Linked DNA regions of Sus scrofa: region 2 is linked to region 1. Evidence: chromatin contacts called from public Hi-C data. All regions are on one chromosome and are shown on one strand. The core of a region is the stretch at or near the end of the contact, and the rest is flanking DNA. Distances in the headings are between cores, read along the strand shown.

Region 1 (7,770 bases), core at 1,635-4,134:
CCTTGGTGGGTAGGGTTTGCCCCACAGAACTGAGATGCCTGCTGTGTTTGAGGCTTGCCACAAGGGCTCTAGCACCTTTCGGACGCGACGGATGGACATGACAAAGCCACTTTCTTCACCTTTAATTTTATAACGTGGTTGATTTGGTGTTGTGTTAATTTCTTTTTTTTTTTTTTTTTTTTGTCTTTTTGCCTTTTCTTGAGCCGCTCCCACAGCACAGGGAGGTTCCCAGGCTAGTTGTCTAATGGGAGCTGTAGCCACCGGCCTCTGCCAGAATCACAGCAACACGGGATCCAAGCCGAATCTGCGACCTACACCACAGCTCACAGCAACGCCGGATCCTTAACCCACTGAGCAAGGCCAGGGAACAAACCCGCAAACCTCATGGTTCCTAGTCGGATTCGTTAACCACTGAGCCACGACAGGAACTCCGGTGTTGTGTTAATTTCTTCCGTCTTTCTTCACCTGGCTTTTAACCAGGTCTCTGTGAGGGCCCACCTGCATCTCCAGGCCAAGGACTCAGTGCTTGGTCGTCTAGTGGTCTGGTGGTTCGGACTCACCGCTGCGGCCCAGGTTCAGTCCCTGGTCTGGGGACTGAGATTCCACATCAAGCTGCTAAATATGCAGCCAAAAAAAAAAAGTGAGGATTCTCCAGAGGACAGACCGTTGTGGGGTTCACTCCCAGCTGGAGGCCCTAGGGAGTGGGGGATGTGGTTCAGTCCTGGCGGAGGTGAGAGACGGGGCCAGCAAGGTAACCCCAGTCCAGGGACAGGAGAGGGTGAGACGTCCCAGCCCCGCAGTGGGGGAGGGCGGCCTGGTCCTACCCCACCCTTCTCTTCTGGCTTCAGGCCCTCCACACGTGGGGGCATCCTGTGACCCAGTTTCTGTCTCCTCTGCAGACCCCACCATTGACACACCAGAAACAGGGCTTGTTCTGGGCCTCCCTCCACCCCCTTGAATGGACACTACAGTTAACCCCCATCGCAGGGCAGGGACCCTGGCAGATCAGACTGCGGCCTGTCAGCTGAGATCGCATACTTTACTGCTGGGGCAACATCGCACGTTTAATAGGAACTGTGGAACGTGCCACCCTGGGCCACAGCACCCCCACCTCCTCACCTCCGCTGTTCCCACCAGGCCTCTGCCGCCGACACTGCCATCTTTTTGTTAACTCCACAGATGTAACAAATGTGCAGTTACTTTTTATAGACACGAAAACTCCAGATTTTAAAAATGTAAGTTCAGGGGAGTTCCTGTCGTGGCTCAGCAATAACAAAACGCGACTAGAATCCATGAGGATGCAGGTTCGATCCCTGGCCTCGCTTAGTGGGTTAAGAATCTGGCGTTGCCATGAGCTGTGGTGTAGGTCACAGACGAAGCTTGGATCCCGAGTTGTCGTGGCTGTGGTGTAGGCTGGCAGCTGTAGTTTCAGCTCAACCCCTAGCCTGGGAACTTCCATATGCCACAGGTGTGGCCCTAAAAAGAGATAGATAGATAGATAGATTCAGGAGTTCCCTGGTGGCACAGCAAGTTAAGGATCTGGCATTGTCACGTCTATGGCATGGGTTCAATCCTGACCCAGGAACTTCCACAGGCACAGCCAAAAAGAAAAGGGAAAAAAATGTGAACGTTCAAAATAAAACTCTAGTAAGATGCACATAAAATTTTCCCTTCCTAAGTATTTTTAAGTACACTGTTGGATTTGGGGTGGGGGGCAGCACCCGAGGCATATGGAAGTTCCCAGGCTAGGGGTTGCATTGGAGCTACAGCTGCCGGCCTACACCACAGCCACAGCAACACTGAATCCTTAATCCACTTAGTGAGGCCAGGGATCAAACCTGCATCCTCGTGGATACTAGTCAGAGTCATTTCCGCTGCACCACAACTGGAACGCCACGTATTAGATTTTTAACAGGCTCTTATTGATTAAGAACCTAAGAAATGCAAGGAAGCGCCAGGCCTCACAGGCTCACAGGTGCAAAGCCAGTTGAAGCACCAGGTGACATTCATAAACTTTCTTTGGGCTGCAGAGAAGGGCCTCGGCCGCAGACGGGAGTACCTGTCAGGCTGAAACACTTCCGCTCCGTGAAACGCTTAGCGGTCCCCAGCGTGACCGGACCTGCACGTGGCCCCCTGCAAGGCTAACCCTGTGTGTAGATGCCCTCACGGTGTGCGCACCGATTCCCCTGCCTCCAAAAACGTGTCAAATCTTAAACTTCGTTTTTTTGGGTTTGTTTTTTTTTTTTGTCTTTTTGTCTTTTGTTGTTGTTGTTGTTGCTATTTCTTGGGCCGCTCCCGCGGCATATGGAGGTTCCCAGGCTAGGGGTTGAATCAGAGCTGTAGCCACCGGCCTACGCCAGAGCCACAGCAACTTGGGATCCGAGCCGAGTCTGCAACCTACACCACAGCTTACGGCAACGCCGGATCGTTAACCCACTGAGCAAGGGCAGGGACCGAACCCGCAACCTCATGGTTCCTAGTCGGACTCGTTAACCACTGCGCCACGACGGGAACTCCTAAACTTCGTTTTTTTTAAAATAGCTTGCGTAGTATTAAGCACAATTAAATCAAAAGCGTCAAAGATCAGCAAAGAGCTACTGATTTAAAACCAAACGTACTCCCCAGGTCCCTAACCCCAGCTTAGCTTCTGTAAATACAGTGTGACCAGTGTCGTGAGTTGAAGCTGATGTTCTGGTGCCTACCTTTGAAGTGCGGTATTGATTGTTGGTCTAGTTAGGATGCATTAGCCGTGTGGCTAGCGTTGCCGTGATGGGCTGGCTTGAACTTTGATTCTGGGCTCGTAGCCCAGATGAGTCACAGCTCCGAGCTCAGCAGCTCCTGTCCTTTGGAACAGGCTGCTTCCCTGGGCCCCCACCCCCACAGCAGAGACTTTAATGCCGCTTTGCTAAGGATGCTGACGCGATGGCGCTGAGTTATGTGCATAACGTGCTCGGCCTAAGTGCCGGGAACTTGGTAGGTGCTCAGTGAACACTCATATTCCTCCTCCTCTGGGATTAACTTCTTGATCTACAGCAACCACTTGGAGGTCCTTCTCTGATTTTAAAAAGACTGGGAGTTCTCGTCGAGGCTCAATGGTTAACAGACCCAACTAGCATCCACAAGGCCACGGGTTCAGTCCCTGGCCTTGCTCAGTGGGTTAAGGATCCAGCGTTGCTGTGAGCTGTGGTGTAGGTTACACAGAAGTCTCGGATCCTGCATTGCTTGGCTGTGGTGTAGGCTGGCGGCTTCAGCTCTGATTCGACCCCTAGCCTGGGAACCTCCACTTTCCGAGGGTGCGGCCCTAAAGAGACCAAAAAACACGAACCGTTTACTTCTTTAAGGCTTTCACATATTAGTATGATTGTGGAGAGCAGAATTCTGTGTCTACAGGAAAAGCCCATTTTTCCCTCTGACTTTTCTTAAAGATCTCTAGCACTTGCTTCGACTTAAAATCCAAAATACCTCTTCCTTTGTGCCATAGCCCTAACACTCTTGCACTTTTTGCTCCCAGTCTTAAGTCCAAAACCATATCGGACACCAGGTTTGTTTTCTGTTGCATCTTTATGTTTTCTTGAGTTTTCAGCTGGAAATATATTCTTACGTAATCCTTAAGTACTGCTCAAATGTCATAGTACATACGGCTTTCGTAACCTGCTCTAGAAATTACTCATTGTTCTTAACTGGTTACCGATTCAAAATCCTCTAACTAAGGAAAACCACTTAATATCACTTTTTTCTATGCGTGAACTTTGACAGAAATGTTTTCTTTTTTGTCTTCATGAAATTTACTTCCTAATACCCTCTCAGAGCCCGTATCTACCATGAGTCTTTTTTGGAATTCTTGTTCAACTCCTGGAAGACAGCACCACCTCTTTCTGGGGGCCCCTACAGCCCCCAGTACATTTTGAGGCAAGGCAGCAGTGGGATTGCAGCAGCTGGGTGAGTCACAGCTGCGGGGGTCAGTGTGGGACAGACAGCCTGGCTTTCTCTGCCGCTCACCTGAACTCAGAGCCGCTCGTGTAGGCTGGTGCTGGGAGAGGCAGACCAGAAACGGGGCTTTGCCGAACTAGGAGGGGTGCTCCACCTCCCTCAAAAACGTGTCCTGCTGCAGATGATTCCGCTGGTGGTGCCCAGGCAGCTTTTGCAAGGACAGAGCCTGTCAACTCTTCCTCTACTTTGAGCCTGGACAGGAGGTATCGAGAAGAGAGCAGTGATTCTTTTTGGGGAGCAGGTCCACAGAAAAAGTAAGCAGTTTTAATTAACCAGAGTAACAGTACATTAGGTGCAGAATATGAAAATGTCCACCAGCCAGGGGAAGTGATTTGAAATACAAGTAGAGATACAGACAGGTAGCAAAGTCAATATTTAAAGGACTCTAGAGTTCTCAGAAGAGGGAACTCGAAGAGATGCTCAGTATCAACACAGTGAGATTACAAACTGCAGACTTTGCTGGCCTTTTAAAGCGCTCACTGAGTGGAGCCAGCGCCAGGCGTTTGGCTTCCGATGGTCTGGCGTTCTCCGGACAGAGCCTGGAAGCAGCCGTTCTGTATCAGGCTTAAGCAGCAGCGGTACAATCCAAGAATTCCACCCCAGACACAGAGCCGGGAGGAGTGGACGCATGCATCCGCGCAAAAGGGTGACCGGTGTGCTCGCAGCAGCACTGTTCACACTACCAGGAGGTGGAAACGACCCAGTGTCCGTCCCGTGATGGGTGGACAGACAGAACATGATGTGTCCGTGCCGTAGAGGAATGAAGTTCTAGAACCTGCCACAGCGTCGGGGACCCTTGAAAACAGGAGACTGAGTGAGAGAAGCCAGGCCCCAAAGGACACATTTTGACATAAGGTCATTCGTTCTCATGAATGACCGGAGTAGGCAAAGCTGTGGAGACAGGAGGTGGGTCAGTTAGTGGACGCCAGAGGCTGGGGATGTGGGAGGTGAGGCAGGTGACGGCGAACAGGTGCGGAGCCTCTTTGTTTGGGGTCATGAGGCCGCATTGTGGTGATGGGCACGCCGCTGAGGGTCAACTGAAAGCCAGGAATCGGGCCCTGTGGGTGGGTTGGTGTGAGGGGCTGTGAGGTGGTCTCCAGTCATAAGGCTGTTAGGAAGGAGAAGAGAACCAGGCGGGGACCGGACTCTCGGTAGGCCTCCCCGGAAGCCAGGAAGGTCTGCTGCCATCCTGGGGTGTCTGTTCCGAGGGCAGCTCGGCCCGTGGGGGAAGAAGCTGTGATCAGAGCCGGAGGGACTCGCCTTCACCTGGGCGCCCCTTCCTCAGCCACGACCCGGACCAGAAACGGAAGAAATGCAGCCAGCAGAAGCGTCGAGCGCTGTGTGCCGAGCACTGAGCCAGCACTTAACCAGCACTAGCCATTTATACAAGGTTGGCGTTACCCCGTTTTGTAAGTGAGGAAGCAGCCTCCAGGTTTAGGTAACAAACCCAAGGTTTCAGAGCCAGTAGGTGGCAGAGCGAGGTCGTAAACCAGGTTTGTCTTAGGACAAAGCCCTGGATGGGAACACAGATTTGTCCTGCCTTCTCACTTTCCACCCCCAGCCCAGCCTGTTCTAAGGGCAGCAGGAGGGAGTCCCCGTCATGGCTCAGCAGTAACAAACCTGACGAGTCTCCACACCATTTGATCCCTGGCCTCACTCAGTGGGTTAAGGATCCAGTGTTGCCATGAGCTGTGGTGTAGGGCACAGATGAGGCTTGGATCTGTTGTGGCTGTGGCTGTGGTGTAGGCTGGTGGCTGCAACTCCAATTCAACCCCTAGCCCAGGAACTTCCGTGTGCCATGGGTAAGGCCCTAAAAAGATAGATGGATGGATGGATGGATGGATGGATGGATGGATGGATGGATGGATGGATGCAGTAGGAAACTGTGGACAGATTATTATTACAAAGAATGTTGGCTGGAATTACAGTGTGATCTAGCAGTTCCATTGCTGGGCAGTGCCCAAAAGAATTGAAAGCAGGGACTCACCAGATATTTGCATACACTGTTCATCGCATCATTCACAGTAGCCAAAAGGAGAAGCACCCCATGCGTCCATCAGTGAATGGTGGACGCACAGAAGGCGGTACACGCATTCAGCCTCACAAAGGAAGGAAATTCTGTACAGGACACAGCATGGATGAACCTTGAAGACATTATGCTCAGAAAAATAAACCACAGAAGGACAACTCCTGTGTGAGTCCTTGTATGAGGTCCCTAGAGGAGTCACATCATGGAGACAGGATGTGCGTGGTGTTTGCCGGGACTGGGGGAAGCCCGAGGGAGAGGCGGTGCTGCTTGCGGACATGGTTTCAGTTTGGAAAGAAAAGAAAGTTCAAGGGGATGGTGGTGATGTCTGCACTACAGCCTGAAGGTAGTTGATGCCACAGAACTGTACACTTTAAAATGGCAAATTTCATGTGTATATTTTACCACAATAAAAAACAGGATTGGATTCGTTTCAAATTCTAGAGCCTTTTTGAATGGACTCAACAGGAAAATGTAGAAGAAAATCCTTGTCTTTAAAGGCAACAAGGCCCCAGGCATCGCCAGTGAACCCTGCTCAGGGAGCTCATTGCATTACCCTGAAAGCACACGGGGAGTGAATCTGCACGTGCTCGCTGCCCTCACCGTCCTCCCCGCTGCCCTCAGCGTCCTCCCCGTACTCACTCTGCTCACTGCGCCCACTGCTCTTGCTGTGCTCACTGCCCTTGCTGTGCTCACTGCACCCACTGTCCTCACAGTCCCAGGAGGGTGGTTAGCTCGGGAAGGAGGGCAGTGAGCAGGGATGAGTTTTCTTAAACAAATAGACGTTTGCTTACATTTGCCATCTATGTTTGTTTGCAATGGCTATGACTTTTTATTTGTTTTGTTTTGTTTTTACGTTTCTCCCCCTAGCTTTATTGAAGTTTGATTGGCAAATAAAAGTCGTGTGTGTTGAAGTGCAGGACAGGCTGTGTTGGTGCCTGTATACACTGTGAGAGTCCCAAGGTCCCGATGATTCCATACCCATCCCCTCACAGTCGCCTTTTCTGCTGCAGGGAGAACACGTGAGCTCTCCTCTCTAGCACATTTCAAGTGTACAATATATTGTCTTGAACTGTAGTTACTATAGAGTGGAGACGACCCTCGGGCTCCCGAACTTTCTTGTCTCATAACTCAGTTTGTACCCTTTGATCAATCTCCACCTCCCCTCCCCCACCTGGTAACCCCTCTTCTTTGTGCTCTTTGTTGCCGTGAGTTTGACTTTTATTTTCTTTTTAATTCCATGTATAAGGTGACGCCATGCAATATTTGTCTTTTGTTTGTTTGTTTGTTTTTGTTTTTCAGGGCCGCACCCACAGCATATGGAGGTTCCTAGGCTAGGGGTCCAATCGGAGCTACAGCTGCCGGCCTACACCGCAGCCACAGCAACGCCAGATCCAAGCCACATCTGCAATCTACACCACAGCTCTCGGCAATGCCGAATCCTTAACCCACTGAGCGAGGCCAGGGATCGAACCTACAACCTCATGGTTCCTAGTCACATTCATTTCTGCTGCGCCATGACGGGAGCTCCAATATTTGTCTTTTGTGTCTGGCTCATTTCACTTTGCATAATGTCCACGGGTTCATTCATGTTTTCACAAATGGAGAGGTTTTCTTCTTTTTATGTCAGAGCAGTATTCCTCTGTGTTTGAGAGTGTGTGAGTATGAGTGTTGTATGAGTACTGTGTGTGTGTTGTGTGTGTGAGTGTGTGTGTGTGTGTGCGTGCACATGTACCTAGCATTTTCTTGGTCCC
Region 2 (7,770 bases), core at 3,470-5,969, 130 kb before region 1:
GCAGTCAAGGTACCCGGGAGGGAGGTGCCACCCCTGCCAAACACACTCTGGTTAGCGAGCAGGTTTACAGTCTCTGCAGTCCTGGGACTTTCTGATATTTCTCAAATATCAAAACTGCAGCTGGCCTTGAAGATGTTTCACCTTTACGGCAGATCAGATAAGAGCATCTCAGGGGTCCCTGGGGGGCACAGCAGGTTAAGGATCCGGCGCTGTCAGTGCAGCGGCTCAGGTCGCTGCTATGGCGCAGGTTCCATCCACGGCCGGGGAACTTCCACATTCTGTGGGCGCAGCCGAAAGCAAAGAGAGAGAGAGGAGGACACCCTAAGCGCTGGCATTGCTTCAGTAACACCCTTTGCAGCAGGGCTGGTGACAGGACAGATGAGTGACACAAGGGTAACAACGGTGACATTGCTATGACCATTACTCTCGCCTCACTCGGCGGGCACCGCACCGACAGCCCCTCGTTCAGTCGTCAGCACGAGACCGACGTTTTGGAGAAAAGGAAACGAGGAGTCACACAGGAGAGGGGGGCCCAGGGAGTCAGGGGTCCAGGCCCAGCTCTCCCCTGCGCTGGGGTGACCATCGACCTCAGCTGACCCCATCAAGACCACTCCCGCGGCTCTGCTTCCAGGGCTGAACAGAGTTTACCGTCTGGGGCAACGGGTCCTCTAACGCGGATGGAGGCTGCGAGCGAGGAGCCGCAGGGCCCCTCCCCGGACCTCCAGCCCCCTCTCCCCACCCCCGCCGCCAACAGCGGGGCAGAGTGTGTTCAAGAGGGCCCCATGGCCGCCTGGGGGCATAAGAGGCCAGGCAGCCGCCCTGAACAGAAGCAGAGCCCGTCACCCACCGCAGGGCCTTCCCTCGAGCCAGCGCGATGCTGCACGTCCCTGCCGTCTCTCCTCCGGGCCTGTGCCCTCCCCGGAAGTGAGGGTGGGAAGCAGAGCCTCCCCACGGGACAGGGTCTGTGCCCACAACCAGGGCCAGCCTCTCCACAGGAGCGGATGCAGCGGCCTCTCAGAATCACAATCACAAACGTAGGTAACCTGGGCCCGGGGCCACGGGCTTCAAAGTCACTGGAAATCCAAGCAATGCTGAGGTCACTGAAATCCAGGCGTCCACTCAGGGGACCACAAGCACACAAAGCAGCAGGTAGGTCTCCGAAGAGGAGCTGTCCTGCGCCCACAGCCAGGCCGGGGAGGGCGAGGGACAGCAGGGCAATGCCAACCCCGCCACTGGCACACACAGGGGCCAATTCAATGGGGTTTTTTTGTTTTTGTTTTTGTTTTGCTTTTTAGGGCTGCACCCAGGCATATGGAGGTTCCCAAGCTAGGGGTCAAATCTGAGTTACAACTGCCTGCCTACGCCACAGCCACAGCAATGCAAGATCCGAGCCGCGTCTGCGACCTACACCACAGCTCACAGCAATACTGGATCCTTAACCCACTGAGCGAGGCCAGGGATCAAATCTGCATCCTCATGGATGCTGGTCAGATTCATTAACCGCTGAGCCACGACAGGAACTCCTCAATGGGTTCTTTTATTTGAGCTCATCGACGACTCCTTGTTCTTTTAAAGGGCCTGGGGAGGGGAATTTCATTTTGAAATTCAAGTCTTAAGAGGAGAGGAATGAGAATCTGTAGGTCAGACAACAAAGCCCCGGCCCACCACATAACCGCAGACAGGGTCCACACACAGCCGAGCCCGCCTGCCCCTCCGCAGTGACCCGCCTCTCCGCCGGTCGACACCCGGGCACCTGCAGGCCCTCACGGTCAACGCACCTGTCATCCCTCTGGATGGTTCTTTTCCACTTTCTGCCTCCCTGTTCGGGGCTCTTTATTTTTACCTTTTACCATAAATATATATGCTCGGGGTAAGATGTCTTCAATTACTTAAGAGAAAGGTAGAAAATACACACCAGTAATTCCCAGTTTCTTATCTGTACTGGGCTGAGAAGAGAGAGAGAGAAAATAATCTTGACTTTTTCCGTTTTTCCTTTTATTATTTCTCTGTAAGAATACTCAGTTTCTCTGTGAGAACTTGAATGGCCCAAGTAGGATCCAGCATCTCATTGGAGAGAATCTCAAAGACCAGCCTGATCATCTTGCAGAAAGGAAACTGATGCAGAAAAGATTCAACACAATGGCAGGAACTCCTAAATTTCCATCTGTTAAAAGCTCCCTCTCTTGACCCAACTTCTTCAGTGCCATCCAACTGATAGTCTCTTTCTCACCCCAAAACACCGCCAAAGTGTCACACTGAGGTCTCCGACTCCCCTCCTCCACCCCTTCCTGTTCATTCCAAGGAGCCTTTTATCCCACTGCTTCAGCAACCGTCTAGACCACCCACCCACACGTTAAGATTCCCACCTCGAGGCTCCCGGTGTCCGCCTCCCTTAACCGATCAGCAGCATTTGACAAGGCCTGGCTTCTTTTCTGCACACGCCATGTTCTCTTAGCACTCAGCTCACCACCTGATCACCTCTTATCTCAGGGGCTTTTTTCCCTGCCGGTCCATTTGCTTGCTCCTGCTCATCGCCCAAGCTCGAGATATTTTTTTAACTCAAGGAATGTTATTATATTTTTATGGTTGTGCAGCCATCATCACAGCCCAGCTCTAAAGACCGAAGCGCCCGGGGCTCAGTCCTCAGGTCACTCTCCTTGGACAACCGCACTTGTTCCCTCAGTGACGGGATCCGTTTCACAAGTTTAAGGACCACCCTAAACTGAAACTCTCTCTAGCGAGAGCCGCTTCCCCCAAACCCCAGAGCTGTTCGCTGCTGCCTGCTCAGCCTCTCCTCTCGGACGTCCGTCACGTCAAAGCCAACACGTCCAGCATAAGCCCCTGATCTGGCGCTGGCCCCTCCAAGCTGCTCGTCCGCACCTCATGCTCCCGGTGGGTCAAGTCTGAACCGCCGGAGTCATCCTGGCTCCTCTCTCAGACGCCACATTAGCTCCAGAAGCAGAGTTTGTACCTCTGCCTTCACGACCTCTGACCTCTGAACTCCAACTTCTGTTCCGACCTGCCTCCACCGCCCCAGCCCCGGCCCCGGCCCAGGCCGCCAGGAATTGTCCAACTGCTTCCTCACGCGGTCTCCTGGCCTCCGCCTCACCCCGTGGAGTGAGTGTGGCAGGGTCAGGGCTCTCTCCACGCAGCTCCGACAGCGAGATCCTTTACCACGCCTGGCACCTCCAGCGCCCGACCTCCGCCTAACGGGAGGCGACCTCCAGTGACACACACCCTGGTACAGGGGGCAGGACTTGACTAGGAAGACTACCACCTCCAGGACTGTGCGCTGTTCCGGCAGAGGTGAGAGGTCCCTCATCAGCTGAAGCGGGGTTCATCAGGAGGGAGGTCAACCGGGGCGGGGGGGCAGGCCCTGGGCCGCGGCCCCGCCAGTTCCGTGGGGGTCTACTCAGGGCCTCAGGAAGCTGAAGAGCTACGCAGCAGATTGCAGCGGAAAGGAAAGACACGTATGTGCACCAGGTGACGGGGCGGGAGGGGGGGGCAAACACACCCACACAAACCTGGTGGGTGGTGTCCGCTGCTGTGCAGAGGGGAGAGTCTGAGCTGGGAAACAGGACACCACGAAAGCAAGTTCATGAGCAAGAGAGTTACAGGTGTAATTTTAAGAAAGACAACTGCTGTATCTAATGAAAAAGTTCCGATTCTAGTCTACATAACAATTGGCCTGCTAAGACAGCCATCCATAAAGGCTGGATTTTAGTTTCGTTTTTTTAACCCCAAATTTCACCTTCCCAATCTCACCAAGCTTCTGCCTAGAAATATAAAAAGAGTATATACAATAATCTATTTTAAAATCTGCTTTAAGGAGTTCCCGTCGTGGCTCAGTGGTTAACGAATCCGACTAGGAACCATGAGGTTGCGGGTTTGATCCCTGGCCTTGCTCAGTGGGTTAAGGATCTGGCGTTGCCGTGAGCTGTGGTGTAGGTTGCAGACACGGCTCGGATCCTGGCTCTGGCGTAGGCCAGCGGCTACAGCTCCAATTCGACCCCTAACTTGGGAACCTCCATATGCCATGGAAGCAGCCCAAGAAATGGCAAAAAGACAACAACAAAATCTGCTTTAAATAAGTTTTCAAGGCTACAATTTTAACAAGTTTCCCCTAAAATTGTATTTGTGCTACCAAAAACAGGAACGGATTCCATTGGTTCACTAGGAAGGAAATGTGATAATTTCCAACTACTTTTCCACACAATAAAGAGGGATGTTCTCTTAGGTAAGTTATGAGATCATGTCTACCAGATAGTAGCTACTTTATCATCAATCATTTAAAAAATTTAGGCCTTTAGCTCATAGAAGAACATAAGACAGAAAGTAATGAAATATTACTGGCTACAATATAACGATCTAAAAAGTTCAAATGAATCGACTGATAACTATTAGAACAAATAACAGTTTGGTGAAGGGAAGGAACTGAACATTTTTAGAAATCAAGAGCATTCTTGGCTATTGATAACCTGAGGGCTGTCCCAACCATAGCCATCCGGTGATAGTTATATGGAAAAAACACATCTTTTACAAGGACAAATACAGAGGCCTCTTTGAAGCAAATGACCAAAATGTACAACAAACCATGAGAGAAGAGCAGAAAAAAAGAGAGATACCTTGGATATACGAAGAGTGACTGGTATAATGGCCAGCTCGAGCCACATTAGTTTAATGTAATTCCCAATGGAAATTTCTACAGGGGGTGGGGAGGGTAGGAGAAGGACTTTAAACATCATCCCAAAGTCCAGGAATTTGTGAAACATAAGAAGCAACAATAATGAAAACTGGCAAAAGAACTGACACAGCAAACAGATTCTGAGATATATAAAACTGCAATATACATATCCTCATTAACCAACAAAAGTAACATACATCCTCATTAACCAATGTAGAAACAGCTTATATAAGAGCAGTGTTAAGAAACTAAGTATTTGGGAGAAAAATGATCTGGTCTTCACTTCATGCCATGTGCCAAGGAGAGTTCTGCTATGTTTAAAAATAAGAAAAAAATAGAAGAAATACTGGTAATTCTTCAACTGGTCTGGGGCTAGGAAGGACGGTTTAACAAGCAAATGAAATAAATTAAAGAGACATGTATTTGGCTCCATGAAAATTTAAGACTTTTGATGTTTACAAATACCAAAAAATGTGAAAGGCTGCAAGAGAAAGCGGTAAACAGTTCTGCCCGATGACAGAGTCAGCCACTGTTTACTTGAGCTCAGGGACAGAGTATCAGCCTTTGAAATGCTGATGGACTTTTCCAGATCTGCCGCCTTATAAATAGTTCTTCGCACCATTTTAAACGCAGACCTGGGAAACACGAGCATGTCTTTTACTTCAAACACAAATCTGGGCTTTTGAAACTAGTTTATGTGCACAGATTTACGAGCTGCCATGCATGTGGAGAAGTGCCTTTGGTTTTAGGAACCCTTTGAAAAGACTCCCAGCTTCCAGTTACACGAGCATGAAACTGTCTCTGAGACTTTTCCAAACCATCAGACTGTCACATCTTTGTTCTTTCAGAGAAAAAGCCCATCTTATTTTATAACTCTAAAATGATATATTTAGAACTAAGATTTTTTTTCCCTCCACTGTGAACTTTCTTACCAAAAAAACAACCTAACTTTTTGGGTTGTTTTAATCCCAAAGGAAAGAGTGTCTGATAAATTATGTCCACTGAAAAAAAAAAGAAAAAGAAAGCACGAGAGTTGTGAGTTCAGTTTTATTGGGGGCAAAATGAGGACTCTAGCCTGGGAGACAGCCTCCCTCCCAGCTTGGAGGAACTGCTCCCAAGGCTGGGGTGGTGCTGCAGGGGTTCAGCACACGTGAGATTTGGGTGAGGGGGGACCCTGCAATGAAGCACACATTTCAGCAGAAGGTTGCTGCTAGTCGGAGGCGCAGATGTCTTCATCAATGATTGCACTGCTTTTCTCGAGAAGATGCAAGCGATCAGGCTCCTACAATCTCCTCCTGAAAGCATCTCACCACCTGAAGGCCTGCTCCGAAACTCTGCCCTGGACTCTCTTCAGGAGGTGTCAACGGTCAGCAACTGCAGTGACCAAGGACTATATTCTTATAGAGCGCCAGCGACAGTTTTTAGTTGGCAATAAAAATAAAACACGATCGGAGAAAACGGCTGAAAATGAATGGTTCGGCTACATGTACGCGTCTGTAACTTCATACGCAGTCTCACGAGAACCCTGTGCTGAAGCGATACGTCCCGCTGTTTCTCTACGTGGGACCAGAACACTCAGTGAGCGGGGGCAGCGCTTCTGAGGTTCCTTGCTGTCCGAACAATGAAGGCGAAACACTTGCCCCAAAGGTATGAAAAGAATGGAGCTAGATGTTTGGGCATCCACTGCAGCCCACACTCCCTGTACGTGCAAGTACCACCACTCACTGTCTGCCAGGAGGACTAAAGAAAAGTTATCTGTGTTTATAAATCAAATGTTAAATGTTTTACTTTGTACATTGTTAAATATCGTATGTTCTTTGATGACTGGTCGCACAATTTCTCCATAAACTTAAATCTCCGGTAGTAACAGAGAAAAACTAATTCACGACATGTCTACACACTGAATCACCCAATATACTAGTAGGTCACCTAATAGCACTGCTAAAGTATTCAAGAAAACTGATTCCCATCATAATTTCTAATGGCTCGAGAACATGGTAATTTTCACCTAAGAGAATTTGTTCGGAAGAAGCAGGGCTTGAAATTGTTTCCATCCAAATGACATCTGTGTATTTAACTAAATCAGTTCTAGGCTGTTCACACTGAAAAAGAACAACATCCAAAAACCTAAGCGCGGGACACAAAGATGAAAAACACACCCGTGAAGAGTTTTAGGAACACAGCCCATCCAAACAGCAAAGCTGCCCTGCCGCAGCCTGAAGCAGAAACGCTGACACCAGGCACCGCATGTGGCCCCCTGTGCACCGTCCCTTCAGTTACTGCTCCACTTCCACGCGCCACGGTTTCCGGGGAGCATCTGTGCCCCTCTCTGGCCTCGGTCCTCACAAAGGATCAGATGGGGCAGAACTGAAAAAGGCAAGGAATTTGCAAATGCGCGAGGTGTGAGTCACTGGTAGCAGTCAAGACCCCGAGAGGAAGACACCACATTGGAAGCATATATATATATATATATGTGTGTGTGTGTATATATATATATATGCATCTTTAGGCTAAACTCCTAAAAGCTGGACTGAAAGGGCAAATGGTTTACGCATTTTATTTTATTTTGTCTTTTTTAGGGCCGCACCCACGGCATATGGAGGTTCCCAGGCTAGGAGACGAATTGGAGCTGCGGCCGCTGGCCTACACCAGAGCCACAACAACACGGGATCCGAGCCGCATCTCTGACCTACACCACAGGCCAGGGATCGAACCCACATCCTCATGGATGCTTCAGGTTCGTTAACTGCTGAGCCAGGAACTCCAGTTTACGCATTTTAAACTTGAACAGATAAGGCCAAGTGGCCCGCCCCGCAGGAGGTCACTGGTTAGGAGCCACCGAGGAGCCGTGAGTGTCAGATCCCCTTTGTGACCCTGTGCGTGATCAGATCATTTTACCTCTGTACTGCCTGAGGATGTACTAACACTCACACCCATTTGTAAAAAGATTTTCTTTCTTTTTTTTTTTTTTTTTTTTGCTTTTTAGGGCCACACATGTGATGCCCTGCTAGAGGCTGCTCCAAGTACCAAGAGGCCAGTCAGACAAGTGAAGCAAAACAGCTGCGAGGAGGCAGTTTCACAAGGAA

The links. A called contact is a pair of places that touch in the nucleus more often than the background predicts.
Region 2: a contact with region 1 is called in a Hi-C map of liver, with 1.9 times the contacts expected there. The contact joins two enhancer-like sites. A contact is called at or near these places in 14 of 47 Hi-C or Micro-C datasets (alveolar macrophages, blood, embryonic fibroblasts and 8 more) and 1 of 2 datasets of contacts at active chromatin or transcription factors (skeletal muscle).

Annotation. Positions count from the first base shown.
Region 1 is chr7:3,093,570-3,101,339 of Sscrofa11.1, reverse strand. The region is part of intron 2 of LYRM4 (LYR motif-containing protein 4); the gene reads left to right. Among named protein-coding and RNA genes, the nearest start is that of PPP1R3G, 48 kb to the right of the region's middle. Within about 2 kb of position 2,884, at least 12 of the 83 cell types and tissues checked have an H3K27ac peak or open chromatin away from gene starts, as enhancers often do. A contact at or near this core is called in liver, where this site is marked.
Region 2 is chr7:3,229,595-3,237,364 of Sscrofa11.1, reverse strand. All of the region lies in intron 1 of FARS2 (phenylalanine--tRNA ligase, mitochondrial), which reads right to left. Among named protein-coding and RNA genes, the nearest start is that of FARS2, 40 kb to the right of the region's middle. Within about 2 kb of position 4,719, at least 4 of the 83 cell types and tissues checked have an H3K27ac peak or open chromatin away from gene starts, as enhancers often do. A contact at or near this core is called in liver, where this site is marked.